Linked DNA regions of Triticum aestivum: regions 1 and 2 are each linked to region 3. The links are chromatin contacts, called in public Hi-C maps. All regions are on one chromosome and are shown on one strand. The core of a region is the stretch at or near the end of the contact, and the rest is flanking DNA. Distances in the headings are between cores, read along the strand shown. Region 1 holds the start of LOC123086946 (GEM-like protein 1). Region 2 holds the start of LOC123086943. Region 3 holds the start of LOC123086941 (CBS domain-containing protein CBSX3, mitochondrial).

The links. A called contact is a pair of places that touch in the nucleus more often than the background predicts.
Region 1: a Hi-C map of leaf shows a contact between it and region 3, with 6 times the contacts expected there. The contact joins the promoter of LOC123086946 here to the promoter of LOC123086941 in region 3. A contact is called at or near these places in 2 of 5 Hi-C or Micro-C datasets (both in leaf).
Region 2: a contact with region 3 is called in a Hi-C map of leaf, with 3 times the contacts expected there. The contact joins the promoter of LOC123086943 here to the promoter of LOC123086941 in region 3. A contact is called at or near these places in 3 of 5 Hi-C or Micro-C datasets (all in leaf).

What each region holds. Positions count from the first base shown.
Region 1 is chr4A:557,683,831-557,688,433 of IWGSC CS RefSeq v2.1, forward strand. It overlaps LOC123086946 (GEM-like protein 1), which reads left to right and starts at 1,546. Exons shown (of 4, transcript XM_044508813.1): 1 at 1,546-2,015; 2 at 2,130-2,219; 3 at 2,292-2,572; 4 at 2,654-3,027. The coding sequence starts at 1,847. The coding sequence ends at 2,830. LOC123086947 (ATP synthase delta chain, chloroplastic) reads right to left here and starts at 4,421. Exons shown (of 1, transcript XM_044508814.1): 1 at 3,171-4,421. The coding sequence starts at 4,155. The coding sequence ends at 3,505.
Region 2 is chr4A:557,582,809-557,587,309 of IWGSC CS RefSeq v2.1, forward strand. It overlaps LOC123086943, which reads right to left and starts at 3,003. Exons shown (of 1, transcript XM_044508810.1): 1 at 1,802-3,003. The coding sequence starts at 2,827. The coding sequence ends at 2,108.
Region 3 is chr4A:557,449,212-557,453,286 of IWGSC CS RefSeq v2.1, forward strand. It overlaps LOC123086941 (CBS domain-containing protein CBSX3, mitochondrial), which reads left to right and starts at 2,685. Exons shown (of 6, transcript XM_044508808.1): 1 at 2,685-2,904.

The sequences.
Region 1 (4,603 bases), core at 296-2,795, 230 kb after region 3:
GAAGCCTTCCCAAGCCAACCAAGGCCATGCTAACGTTGGTTGTTCCGTCTGCATCGTCATGGAAGTCGCATAGCCATCCTGCATTGCTACCCAGCCCAATGCCTGGAACACACACAGGCCATCGTCGTGATCCTCCCAGCAGCTGGCACGTGATCTCCACACCAACCATAACCTCCGTCGTCTCCACTCCACCACATCTTGCGCCTGGTCTCTCGCCAACCAAGTTAACTTCTTGACGGTCTCATCCCCTTCCAAGCGAGGGCCAGCACGCCCTTGCAAGCATCCGCACTGGAGTGTCCGACCATCATGCGTTTCATTGGATCGAGCCCCTGGCAACCACCAGTATCGTGACTTCAGGGAGAGATAGGAGACGATGGTGCGGCGCCGGATCGGGAAGAGATGGGAAACGGGGCGGCGGTGCCGGGAGAGCTCCATGAACGGGATATGAGCCCACCCTCGCCGCAGCCACCATGGACTGTCCTCGGATACGCCAACCCCGGCGCTGGGGGTGGCCCCTCCCCGTCGCTGATGTCGCCGCCCAGCCGTCCGCCCCTAGCCCGGATTCCCGTCCTCGCACTCCTGAACATTGTCTCGATAACCGCACTGCTCCAGCATGGTCTCGAGCGTCCTCTGCCGTAGCTGCAACTCCAGGGCCTCTGAGGCCGCCCTTCGCCTATTCGCCGACGACATGGAGGCCGCAGGCTCCATCGAGAACCCTAGGCGCACGCGATGGGTGGCGGCCGACCGGCTTCGCTTCGCGGCTGGGGAGGAAGAGGGACATAGGTTCGTAGGTTTCAGTCACGCTGGTTTTTCTTGCTTGTTTCTTTTGTGTGTGCAGAATCGTGGGGAATCCTCGGGGATTGTGCGATCGAGGTTTGGAAGTAGGAAGCGAAGATACCACCTACCAACTGAGTAGAGATCAGAAAAGGTAAGAATCAACGTGTTAGGAAAGTTAGGATTTGAATTGATTTCCATAAAAATAGGTTTTATTGTTTATAACGTGATATCAATACCTGCCCGTTTGTGACATGCCTACCAACTGAGTAGAGATTAGAAAAGGTAAGAATCAATGTGTTAGGAAATTAGGATTTGAATTGATTTCCATGAAAATGGGTTTTATTGTTTGTAACGTGATATCAATACCTGCTCGTTTGTGACATGCATGGTTAGGAAAGTTTGCAAATGTTAAGAAAGTTTTTAATGAGAGAGTGAAAAAAATTACCGTGAGGATATAATAATGAAAGGTGAGACAAAAATAAACCAGATGAAAAAAACGACGAAAAAAAATCTACGAAGGTTAACCTACGAAAAAAACCAAACGAAAATGGTGGGACGAAAATTGACCGGCGGAGACTATCAACTGCTCCATTAGAAGTAGAGACTTGGGCCCTTATCGCTTTCAGAGCCGAACCTAGAATATGTGCCCTCTAAAATGGAACCGGATTCCGTATGGCGTTCACCATGATCCAGTGCTGCACGTTCAGTCGGGCCGCCATGGCCGTTCTTTTCCTTTGTTGCGAAGGCACGGCACGGCATGGCGCACGAGGGGCAGTCGCACGCGGAGATCCCAGATATACCACATGTCTGCTGGCGTACTGTATCTCGATCAGCTGCACCGCACCGCACTCCTCGCTTTCCCCTTTCCCCCGATCCTTACAAAAAGTAAACGCGCCAGCCGCCAGGCCCAGAGAACCTTCGCCCCATCGCCACTACCTCCGATTGATTCTCCCCCGCCACCGCCCGCCGCCCACCGCACCGCATCATTCCTCCTCATCCGTCGCCAATCCGCATAAGGCAGAGCTCCAGCCCGTTTCATTGCAGAACCAGACTAAACTCATCGCGTGCCATGGCGTCGATGCAGGCTCCCGCGCCGGCGCCGGCGGGGTACCCGACGCACGGCGGCCAGGCCGCGCGCCCGCAGTCCACGGCCGTCGCCGTCACGGCGGCCAGCAACGGCGCCGGCAACCCCTACGTGCAAGTCACCCCGGCCAGCGCGTCCCCGTCCACCTGCCAGTGTGCGTAACCGTCCTACACCCCTCGTCTCGTTCGATTCCTCAATACTGCTCTGTACTCTCGTGTGTCCGTCGATCCTGACGTCGGCGTGCTCTGGCGCCGCCTTGCAAGTGCAGCCATCATGAAGGCGCTGGGGCGGTACGGGAAGCTGCTGGAGGACGGCACCCGCAAGGCCGCCGACACCACCGGCAACATCTGGAACCACCGTGAGTATTACTCATCCCTGCTTCGGATCATGATGCACGCGCACTGACACCGCACGTTTTGCCCTGGCGCAGTCCGGACGGCGCCGAACATGGCGGACGCGGCGGTGGCGCGGCTGGCGCAGGGGACCAAGGTGTACGCGGAGGGCGGGCACGAGCGGGTGTTCCACCAGGTGTTCGGCGGCGTGCCGGGGGAGCAGCTCCGCAAGGCCTACGCCTGCTACCTCTCCACCTCCTCCGGCCCCGTCATCGGCACGCTCTACCTCTCCACCGCCCGCCTCGCCTTCTGCAGCGACTCGCCCGTCTCCTACCACGCCCCCTCCCCCACCCAGCCGCCCGAGCCCATGTACTACAAGGCAAGCATCCTCCCTTCTCTCATCAGCTTCAGTTCACTTGGCACTCTCAACAATCTCTCTCATTCACCGGCTGCGCTGCAGGTGGTGCTTCCGCTGAACCAGGTGAGGACGGTGAGCCCGTCGGCCAGCATGTGGAGGCCGTCGGAGCGGTACATCCAGGTGGCCACCACCGACAGCCACGAGTTCTGGTTCATGGGCTTCGTCTCCTACGACAAGGCGCTCAAGCACCTCTCCGACGCCCTGCAGCGCCGTCCCTGACCGATCTCCCGCCGTCTGCACCATCGCCGCTGCTATAAGCTCCGGTTCTCCGGCAGTGGCACTGTCCTGTCAGTGACTGATCAGTGTTTGTACTCTTCTTTCCTGTACCGCAACTCGCCCCATCAGCAGTTCTTGCTCTGGAATAATTATAAGACACCAATAAAGCTCCGTTGCCTGCCGTCGGTACGTATCACCAACCACTTCGCACCGAGAAAGTGTTACCAGCTATTTCATACTCGAATTCGTTGCCGGCTCCCTCCAATCCATATTAATGGTCGCAAATTTAGCGCAACTTTTAGTATGGATCGGAGGGAGCAGTAGGTTTCTCACACCAGCCTTCTGCTCTGGGATTACAGAGTATGTAACCCTGAACCTCGCATACAATTACAATCTGCAGCTTGTACAGTACCATGGCAGTATTACAGTACACTTGGTACAAACATAATAGCAGAAGCTAGTCAAGTGCCTCACAATTTACAACAACGTTACATAGCAAAACTGTTGTCGTCGGCGACGAACTTGCAGTCGATCCATCTTAGTCTGTATAGAGTTCATCATGCATGGCATGGAGATATGGCGGACGACGTGAATGAACTCGCGGCAAGCACGGCGAAGTGGTGGTGCGCGCGGTATGTGTTGTGTGTGGAACTATATGGGTATAATTGACGGGTGGATCAATGGAGCGGCGCGGGCGTCCGCGGGTGCAGGCGGTCGTCGAGGTCGGAGGAGTCGACGCGGTTCTTGAGCGCGGCGAGGCGGCCCCGGACGCTGAGGTCGATGGTGTGCGAGTCGTCGAGGCCGTAGCAGACGACGAAGCCGGCGATGAGCGACGGCTCCACCACGTTCTCGATGGCGAGGTTGACGAAGCCGGTGATCCGGCGCATCTTGCGCGCGATGAGCTCGGTCTGGCGCGCGTCGAGCGCCACGGCGGAGGACACCACCACGCGCAGCGCGTGCAGCGGGGGCGCGGCGGCGGCCACGCCCGCGCCCTCGCCGCCCTCCTCCGCGATGGACGTCATGCTTTCCCTGTCCAGCAGCGAGCGCAGGAAGTTGAGCGTCACCGGCTGGAACGGCGGCACCACGGCCCCCTTCTGCTGCTCCGCCGCGCTCTGGAGGGCGGCCTCGTCCGCGTGCCCGGCGCCGACGTAGCTACTGCTGCTGGCCCGAAGCAGCGTCTGCGCCTGCCGCCTTGGGGCGCGGTGGGCGGTGCTGGGGCCGACGTCGAAGCGCAGCGACGCCGGCATGCCGTCCTTGGCGGCGGCGCCGGCCGGGAAGGCCACCGCGTGGGCGCCGCCGGGGCCGATGGGCTGGTTCAAGATGTTCATTGCCGCGGCTGGGTGGGTGGCTACTGCCTACTGGGGGTCGGTCGGGCGACGAGAGAAGCCAACAAGAATCGGGGTTTTGAAGCGGGGAGTGCCGGGCGCGATGCCGGAGCAGGGGGCTGCGGTGGTGATACTGATACTGATACTGATACTGATACTGATAGGAGCTAGCTGCTGCTGGTGGCCACAGCTGGGAGGAGATAAGGTGAGGCCGAGGTAGGGGAGGGAGGGCGAGGGAGGGAATTCGGCGTGAACACGATGCGGCCCCGGCAGCCGCACACGCCCCATCCGGAGGAATCCGCGCCCAATCCCGTGTGCGCTGGTCATGTGGCCCCCGCGTCCTCGCGCGCGCCCGTCACGTTTTTCTCGGCGCGGCGCGATTATTCACTATATTTTTTGTGGCTTACCACATGCCGTGCTGCTGGCGACGGCTCAGAGCCGTTGCTGGACC
Region 2 (4,501 bases), core at 1,753-4,252, 130 kb after region 3:
AGAGAAATTTGATTCCCCCACTAATCCATAGCGGATCTTGTTACTCTGGGGTGTTTGAGCACCCTAGACGGTTGAGGTCACCACAGAGCCATAGTCTATTATGGTGAAACTTCGTGGTGTTGTTGGGAGCCTCCGATTAAGTTGTGGATATTGCCCCAACCTTGTCTGTAAAGGTCCGGTCGCCGCCTCCAAGGGCACCAATAGTGGAATCACGACATTTCGCATTGTGTGAGGGCGCGAATACGGTGGCCCTAGTGGCTTCTTGGGGAGCATTGTGCCTCCACACCGCTCCAATGGAGACGTACTTCCCCTCAAAAGGAAGGAACTTCAGTAACACATCCTCGTCTTCACCGGCTCCACTCTTGGTTATCTCGTACCTTACTTGTGCAAGTTTATTTGTGTTACTTCCCTTGCTTGCTTGTGTGCTTGTTGTTGTTGCATCATATAGGTTGCTCACCTAGTTGCACATCTAGACAACCTACTTTGATGCAAAGTTTAATTTGGTAAAGAAAAGATAAAAATTGTTAGTTGCCTATTCACCCCTCCCCCCTCTAGTCAACTATATCGATCCTTTCAACGTCCACGACTTCGACTACTTCATCGACCTCTCCATTGACACTATGTGTGGGAACTCCAAGACCACCTCGGAGAAAGCCATCGTCGAGGCAGCTTTGACCTATTCAACTGGAGGGTGTGATTTGTTCATTCTCTAACCGTTTAATGCATAGTGCTTATGAGCTTCATAGTTTTGCTTGGTATTACTATATGAGTACTTCAGAGTAGGATGTTAATCTTGTCAGCAATGTCATTATGTATTTGACTGGTAGCATTTTTAATTGAAAATGATAAGTACTAAACATCGGGTACGAGCACATGGCAACTCTAAATGTTTTTCGCGACAAGTTTAGTGACGCGAGGATGACAAGTTAGTTGACAAGGAGAGAAGCTTTCTGCCAAAAAAATAAACTAAAGCAGAAAGGCTGTCATGCTTAGTAGCAACTAAAGTTGGCATCCTCACGTCACTAAACTTACTGTTGAAAACATTCTGAATTGCCACGTTTTTCGTCCCGAACATTCAATACTTATCAGATTCTTTTTTAATCTACCGATGCCGTAGTGAGCAGGATTTTCTTTTTAACAAAAAATGAGATAATTGGAAGCACCCTTTGGTGGACAAGTCTTGTACTCCAACCAAATGCGGAAGCCGTCTTCGTCCACCATCCACAGCAGCCTGGTGCAATTTGCTCCCAAATTGACTGTCTCTTTGTCACAATAGACTACCACCAGTCTACTATGGATGGTGGATGAAGACGACTTGGTCCATGGTTATATAGTCTTGTTTGCTCGCTTGTGACAAAGAACCCGTCAAATTGGAAGCAAATTACTACCACCACCATACTCTACTGGTATGAACGGCGGATGAACTTGCGATCTTGGCCACAAGATTATACCACCACTAATCATGCCGTCGGCGTCATTGGACCGGACGCGACCTGCCGCGAACGCTGTAGCGATAAAAGGATCCCGAATGGGCCCGGCAGTCCACGTTCTTGCCATTAACTATGTCTCACACTCATCAATCATCACCGAATCCTACTCTACTTTAAATTACTCGAGGAGACGTACCGCGTCTCAGTTGCCGCCGACGGCAGCCTACTCGTATCGGAATATTCGAGCCGTCACCGAGACGCATTGCCGTCGTGATCGCATTCGATTCGATCGTCCATGGCATAACCGAGACGCATCAATCAAGTAACTAACTTCACTCGCACCGAACCAAGAAACTCGAGAACAAGAGAACTTCATGATCAACAGTTGGTTTTCAATTCATAATCAAGCAATACAATCAGTAATCTGTACAGGTTCAAACGCGGGCGGGATTCGTGATTCCAATTACTCGATCACGATACGCCCATCTCGCGCGCAGGGGAAAAGCTAGAGCGTGAAGGCAAGAAAGAATCATCGATCAATGGGGTTCTTGCTTGCTTCCCGATGAATCTTCGGTCCGTTCTTCCCAGCCGAACCGGAGGCAGTTGCATCAATGGTGGCGGGGGGAGGTTCTTCTATGCTAGTAGTGGTACATCGGCGGCGGTGGCGGAGGCGGCGGCTATCGTCGGTGGTGGCCGGAGAGGCGGTTGAGCCAGGCGTTGCGGAGCTGGAGCTCGAGGGGCTCGCCGAAGCACTGCGCGCGGGCGAGGCAGAAGTGGGTGCAGAAGCCGGCGGGCGAGCGGACGCGGCAGGTGTCGAGGACGTAGCAGGCGGCGCACTCCATCCCGCGGGCCTGGACCACCAGGCCCCACACCTGGCGCGCCGCCTCGGCGCCGTCCTCCACCGCCGCGGCGGCCACCTGCTCGACCAGGATGATGCCGTCGGGCCGGCGCTGGCCGCCAGGCCCCCAGCGGCGGCGCACGTCGGGCCAGGCCTCCACCGACGCCGGCTCGCGCCGCACCGTGACGCCCTCCCGCCCGTCGCTGAACAGGTGCACCAGGAACGGCGCCTCCCCGACGTGCCGCACGATTTCCGCGATCGACTCCCGCATCCACCCCTCCACCCGCTCCTCCCCGACCGCCTCCTCCACCTCGTCCCCGCCGTCGCCCCCGATCACGGCCTCCAGCAGCCCCGCCTCGTCCCGCGCCTCCCGCCGGAGCTCCAGCCCCCGGTGCGGGGCGTCCGCGACCGCCGCCCGCAGCGCGCGCGCCGACGACGCCCGCCGCGGCAGGGGCGGCAGGAAGGACGACCGCTGCACCGCCCGACGCGGCGAGAGCCCCACCGACGACGCCGACGCCGGGCCGCACCCCCGCACGGAGGTTGCCGCCGCTGCCGCCATCGACCGGCGCGCGACCTCCCTCCTCTTCACGCGGGCGAGCGACGACCTTCGGTCTGACGGACGGACGGCTCCGGGGATCGGTCGGTGGTAAATAGATGATGACGATGATGGTGGCAGCTGCACTCGACGGGGCGGGCTCGCGCTTTGCGGCGGCGTCAAGCGTGAGTTGCGCGTACAAATAGGTCCGAGATGGAGGAAGGGGAAGCCTGCACGGTAGAGGATTCCGAGCCGTGACGACTTGCCTGCCTCCCTTCACACGCTTCCGCCCCCGTGGCGTCCTACGTGGACGCCGTTTCGGGATCCGCTGCGCCGAGAAGGGACCTGTGGGCGTCCCTGCGGGGCGATACGGGTTGCTGATTGGCTTGGATCGGTGTTTGGTGTGGTGGTGGGGGATGGGAGCGTGGGGAGCGAGCCGGGGCACGCTCCGGCACGCAGCGGGCGCGAGGCGGGAAGGGGGTTTGCCCGCGGGGGTGGGGGGCCAGGTCGGCGCCGCGCGACACGTCGGATGCGCCGTGTGCGGCTGTGCGCCTCGCGATGGGCGTGACGAGGCCTCGTGGGCCTTGGGTGAGGCGTGGCCTGGTAGGTCGGTGGTCGCCCGCGCGCGTCTCGTTTCCCTCGTGATTCCGGTGCCACCGCGTCGTGCTCTCTCTCCTTGCTTGCGGACGTGCTCCAGGCGTGCGCGGACCCGGCTGGCCCACGTGAGGCACGGGCTGGCTCGCGTACCCATTTTCCATTTTTTTTTTGACGTGTTCGTTTTCCATTCGGACGTGCGGTTTCCATGTCGATGCAAAAAAATTATTAGTGTGGTGGCGCAATATTGGTGGGGAGGAGACGGAGTAAAAAGAAAGATGCATTGGAAAAAGTGACAGGATATAGCGGTACCTAAATGTGTTGGTGGAATGGGTTTTAGGGACCTCCAGTTATTTAATAAAGCCATGTTAGCTAAACAAGGATGGAGGCTATTGACTAATCCCGAATCGCTATGTGCAAGACTTCTGAAAGGGAAGTATTATAACGGCAAAGACTTCATGACCGCTACAAGAAGAAGGGGATCCTCACACACATGGCGCGCCATATTGTTTGGTAGAGAAGCTCTTGAGCTGGGCCTAATCAAGAGGGTCGGTGATGGCGAATCAATTAAAATATGGGATGATCCGTGGATCCCAGCCAACTATAATTACAAGACCTTAGTAAAGCTTCGTCTTGCTGCAGTTAATAGAGTTAATGAGCTACTGGATGTAGATAGCAGAACATGGGACGAGGAATGTGTGAGAACTAATTTTACTGTGATTGATGCTGAAGCTATCCTGCGAATTCCAGTCAATGCGGGAGAGGATTTCTGGGCATGGCAACCTGATAAGATGGGCATTTTCTCTGTGAGGTCGGCTTATAAGTTGTTGACTGAGGAACAGGGTAGGATGACCCAGGCGTCAGGCTCGGACAATGGGTACTATAAGGCGTTTAAAATACTTTGGCGAATGGAGGTTCCTCCCAAAGTAAGATGTTTCTGGTGGAGAGTTATTCACAACTTTATTCCGTGTCGGGTTGTGCTGCAACATCGTCATATCGAGAAAATACCTTACTGTGAGGACTGTGGTGTTGAAGAAACTACATACCATGCTCTATTCACTTGCAATTGGGCTCGCAGGTTCTGAGAGCAGATGAAGATACGCA
Region 3 (4,075 bases), core at 1,435-3,934:
ATGAAAACGTGTTTCCTTTTCGTGCACTTCCGACAAACTCTACCATTTCCTCACAACTGGTGCACATGTCCACACCTTTGCCTGATCAATTTGTGGATCTTGCATATGCCCCTGCGTTGTTGCCTAATCATGCTGCATGTATTGGACGTGGCGCTCGTCTTGAGCTTCTTGATGAACAGGAAACTTGTCGGGCAAAGACCTTGCCGGGGGAAAATCTTGTCGGGCGAAGACCTTGCCGGGGAGGAAAGCTTGCCGGGGGAAACCGACGCGGCAGCTCCTGCTCGGGTCGTGCATGTCCCATGCATAACGGGTTCGACCCGCGTACCCGCCCCTGCATCGCCACTGGAGGCTGCCGTGCGGGCGCCGGTCTCGCCTGGCCCACGGGTGGCCTCGCCTGGCCTGCCACTGGCCTCGCCCAGTCCTTCGGCTGGCGCCCCGCCTGGCCCTCGGCTGGCCTCGCCTGGCGTGCCGCTGGCCTCGCCCAATCTTTCGGCTGGTGCTCCGCCTGACCCAGGAGGGGTCACGCCCGACCTGGAGGCATCTTCGCCTCGGTCGGCGGTTGCTTCGACCGGCCTGGAGCTGGACCCGGTCAGTCCCGCCTCGGCTGCTAGTGGGCTGGCCTCGCCTGGCTCGTCGTCGTCAGGGAGCCCTAGTGACAGCTCTCTCGATGCTGCAGCTTTGTCTCCATCACCGGTTGCGACGGTCTCGCCGGCACGGCCTGTGGTCCCTCTTCGTCCTCGTACGCGGAGTCAGTCGGGCATTTTCTGTCCGAAGGAACGCAAGGACGGGACTGTGGCATGGCTAGCCGCGTGCATGGCTCACATTGCTGCTGATCCCACTGCTGAGCCTCGACACTTCCAGGCTGCACTGAGTATTCCTTACTGGCACGCTGCTATGAAACAAGAGATTCAGGCTCTCCAGAAAAATGACACTTGGCAGCTTGTTCCTCCAGTATCTGGTGTCAATGTTATTGATTCCAAGTGGGTTTTCAAAGTCAAGAGACATGCTGATGGTTCCATCGAACGCTACAAGGCACGGCTTGTTGCCAAGGGCTTCAAACAGAGGTATGGTCTTGATTATGAAGACACGTTCAGTCCAGTCATCAAGCCTACTACCATTCGCTTGCTGTTGTCTCTTGCTGTCACTCGTGGATGGTCTCTTCGTCAGCTTGATGTGTAGAACGCTTTCCTCCATGGAATTTTGGAGGAGGAGGTTTATATGCGCCAGCCACCTCGATTTGTCGATCCTGCACGCCCTTGTCATCTCTGTCGTCTGACTAAGGCGCTATATGGACTAAAACAGGCTCCTTGTGCATGGCATGCTCGTCTTGGCTCTGTTCTTCGAGCACTTGGGTTTACTCCCTCCACTGCAGACACATCGCTGTTCCTTCTTCAGCGTCCTGAGGTTACGATGTATCTTCTGGTTTATGTTGATGATATCATTCTCATCAGTTCATCCCATGCTGCTGCTAATCGTCTTGTGGTTGCACTCAGTGGTGCCTTTGCTGTCAAGGATTTGGGTGCCTTGCATTTTTTCCTTGGTCTGGAGGTTTCACGTTCTTCTTCTGGTTTGACTCTTACACAGAAGAAGTACTCCCTGGATCTGCTGCGTCGTGCTGGTATGCTGAAGTGAAAACATGCTATTACTCCGATGTCTGCCACTGATCGGTTATCTGCCCTTGATGGAGATGCTCTTTCACCCGAGGATGCTACTGAGTATCGCAGTCTCGTTGGTGGTCTGCAATACCTTACTATTACCAGGCCTGATATCTCCTATGCAGTCAACCGTGTCTGTCAGTTTCTTCATGCACCCAGGACATCTCATTGGTCAGCTGTGAAACGCATTCTGCGTTACATCTGTTTTACTGTCTCCTATGGTTTGCTTCTTCAGCCTGCGCCCTCGTGTGAGCTCTCAGCTTTCTCAGATGCAGATTGAGCTGGCAGTCCTGATGACAGGCGATCCACGGGGGGATATGCGGTATTTCTGGGTTCTAACCTGATCGCCTGGAATGCTCGAAAGCAGGCCACAGTGTCTCGCAGTAGTACTGAAGCTGAGTACAAAGCAGTTGCTGATGCCACTGCTGAGATCATATGGGTACAGTCTCTGTTGAGAGAGTTGAGAGTTACTTCAGCACATCCTCCGGTTCTGTGGTGTGATAACATTGGTGCTACATATTTTTCATCTAATCCAATGTTTCACGCTAGGACGAAGCACATTGAGGTTGACTATCATTTTGTTCGGGAACGTGTTGCACAGAAGCTACTTTGTATCAAGTTCATTTCATCAAAGGATCAACTTGTTGACATCTTCATGAAGCCTCTTCCACAACCACAGTTTGTAGGCTGTAGGCACAATCTTAACTTGATGTGTACTTCAGGCCACAGTTAAGATTGAGGGAGGGTGTTAGACTGTATATATATGTAGTCTGTGTATTAATATTATAACATTGTATTGTACCCCTTGGTACCTCTATATAATGAAAAAGCCACACCCCGTTTAGGGTGTCGAGCAAGTTCCCAACATATTATGTTTTACACACACAAGCCCGTATGCATCCTGTCATTTCTGGCACGGCCCTGATTGTTTACAAGAAACTGCGCATAGTAGAGTACCAGCCTCGAGAAACCCTATCACTGAAACTGGAGAACGGAAAGTCCAAAACAAAAGGTTAAACAAAAGAGAATGGAACCAAAAGTGCAGAGCAGACAGGGCCGTGTGGATAAGACCGAGTGGCCTCACATGCCTCCACCACCTCACCGCGAGAGCAGCGGAGTGTCGCTTTAATTAGCGCTCGTCACCCCCCACCACTGCCTCCCAGCATCACAAGCGTCCCTCCCCCATCTTCTTCCTCCCCGCAACTCGCTGCTCCTCCCACAACCGAAGCTCAGTCCCGTGGCCACGCAGGTAAAGCGGCCTCTCCCTCTCCTTCTCCTCCCCCTTCCTCCGGTCCAACCAAATCCATGCGATGGGTCGATCCATAGTACTAGCTGCCTAGTTCATGACCGATCTGTGGAGTGTTAGTTCTAAAAGAAATGCGTCTACAGTGCGTGCTGTCATCTTGAAGCGAGCAGAAGGGTCAGATGAGTGTGCTCCCGGTGTTGTTCCTCTAGGTTTCTCCACGATCTGTTGTTTTTCATCTCATTCTGCTAGCCGGCCACTGTTCACTTTAGATTTAGCGGAGGAAAGAGACGCTGAAAGCAGGCGGAAAGCCGTCACCGGAAAGTACGTTCCATTCTTTTCTGTGATTTCTTCTGTTTGTTAGTGCGCTTGATCTGTTTCCTTTGCTGGTTTCCTTAGTTTTGTCTGTCCAGATTAGCGAGTGTTTTGTAGTGTGCTGTTCCTGCGCATCAATCAGAATCAGTTCGTGGTTGCACAAGTAGAAGAAATACAAGTTATTTGGTTCTAGGATTCATTCAAGGTAGGCGTGTCCCACCTTGTTTTGTGGCCCGTGATCCGGTTGTTCGTTCGGTTCTTGCACCGGGAGCGAGTTGATAGCGCCGAATCGAGCACCTTGGGAGTGCATAGAGTTCAGTGTTGCGGGTGAAAGGCGTCAGTTGGATTCCCTCTTAGTTGGTGATTCCTTATTGCTTTGATTGTGACATAAATAAATGCTCATAGTTTGCTAACTCTGAAAACGTCCTGCCAGAGACATATAAAGATGTTGTGTTAACACATCACATCAAGTAGGGTGGGTGGACATATTGATAGTGGGTTCTCTAAAGTATATATAAGTCCAAATGAGATTGATTAGTGGGCAGGACATGCTACGTGGCTATGCCGACGTGCCGGATTCAGTTCTTAGCAGATGATTCAACAAGAGAAAATTTGAGGACTAATTCGACGGATTTTTCTGTGCATAAATTACTTCCCTCCGGTTTTTCCTACCTCTTTACTGGCTAGTGTACAAAATGATAGATAAGCTCAGCATCATTTTCACTGCATCAGCCCACTAGGAAGTAGGAACTAGCTCTAATTTGATATGGTGGTGTTTCCTGTAGGATGGAGATAGGTTTGTTTGTTTGTGTGGAACGGTGAGCAGACCACAGCTGCATTATTGGGCAAATGCTTCCACTTA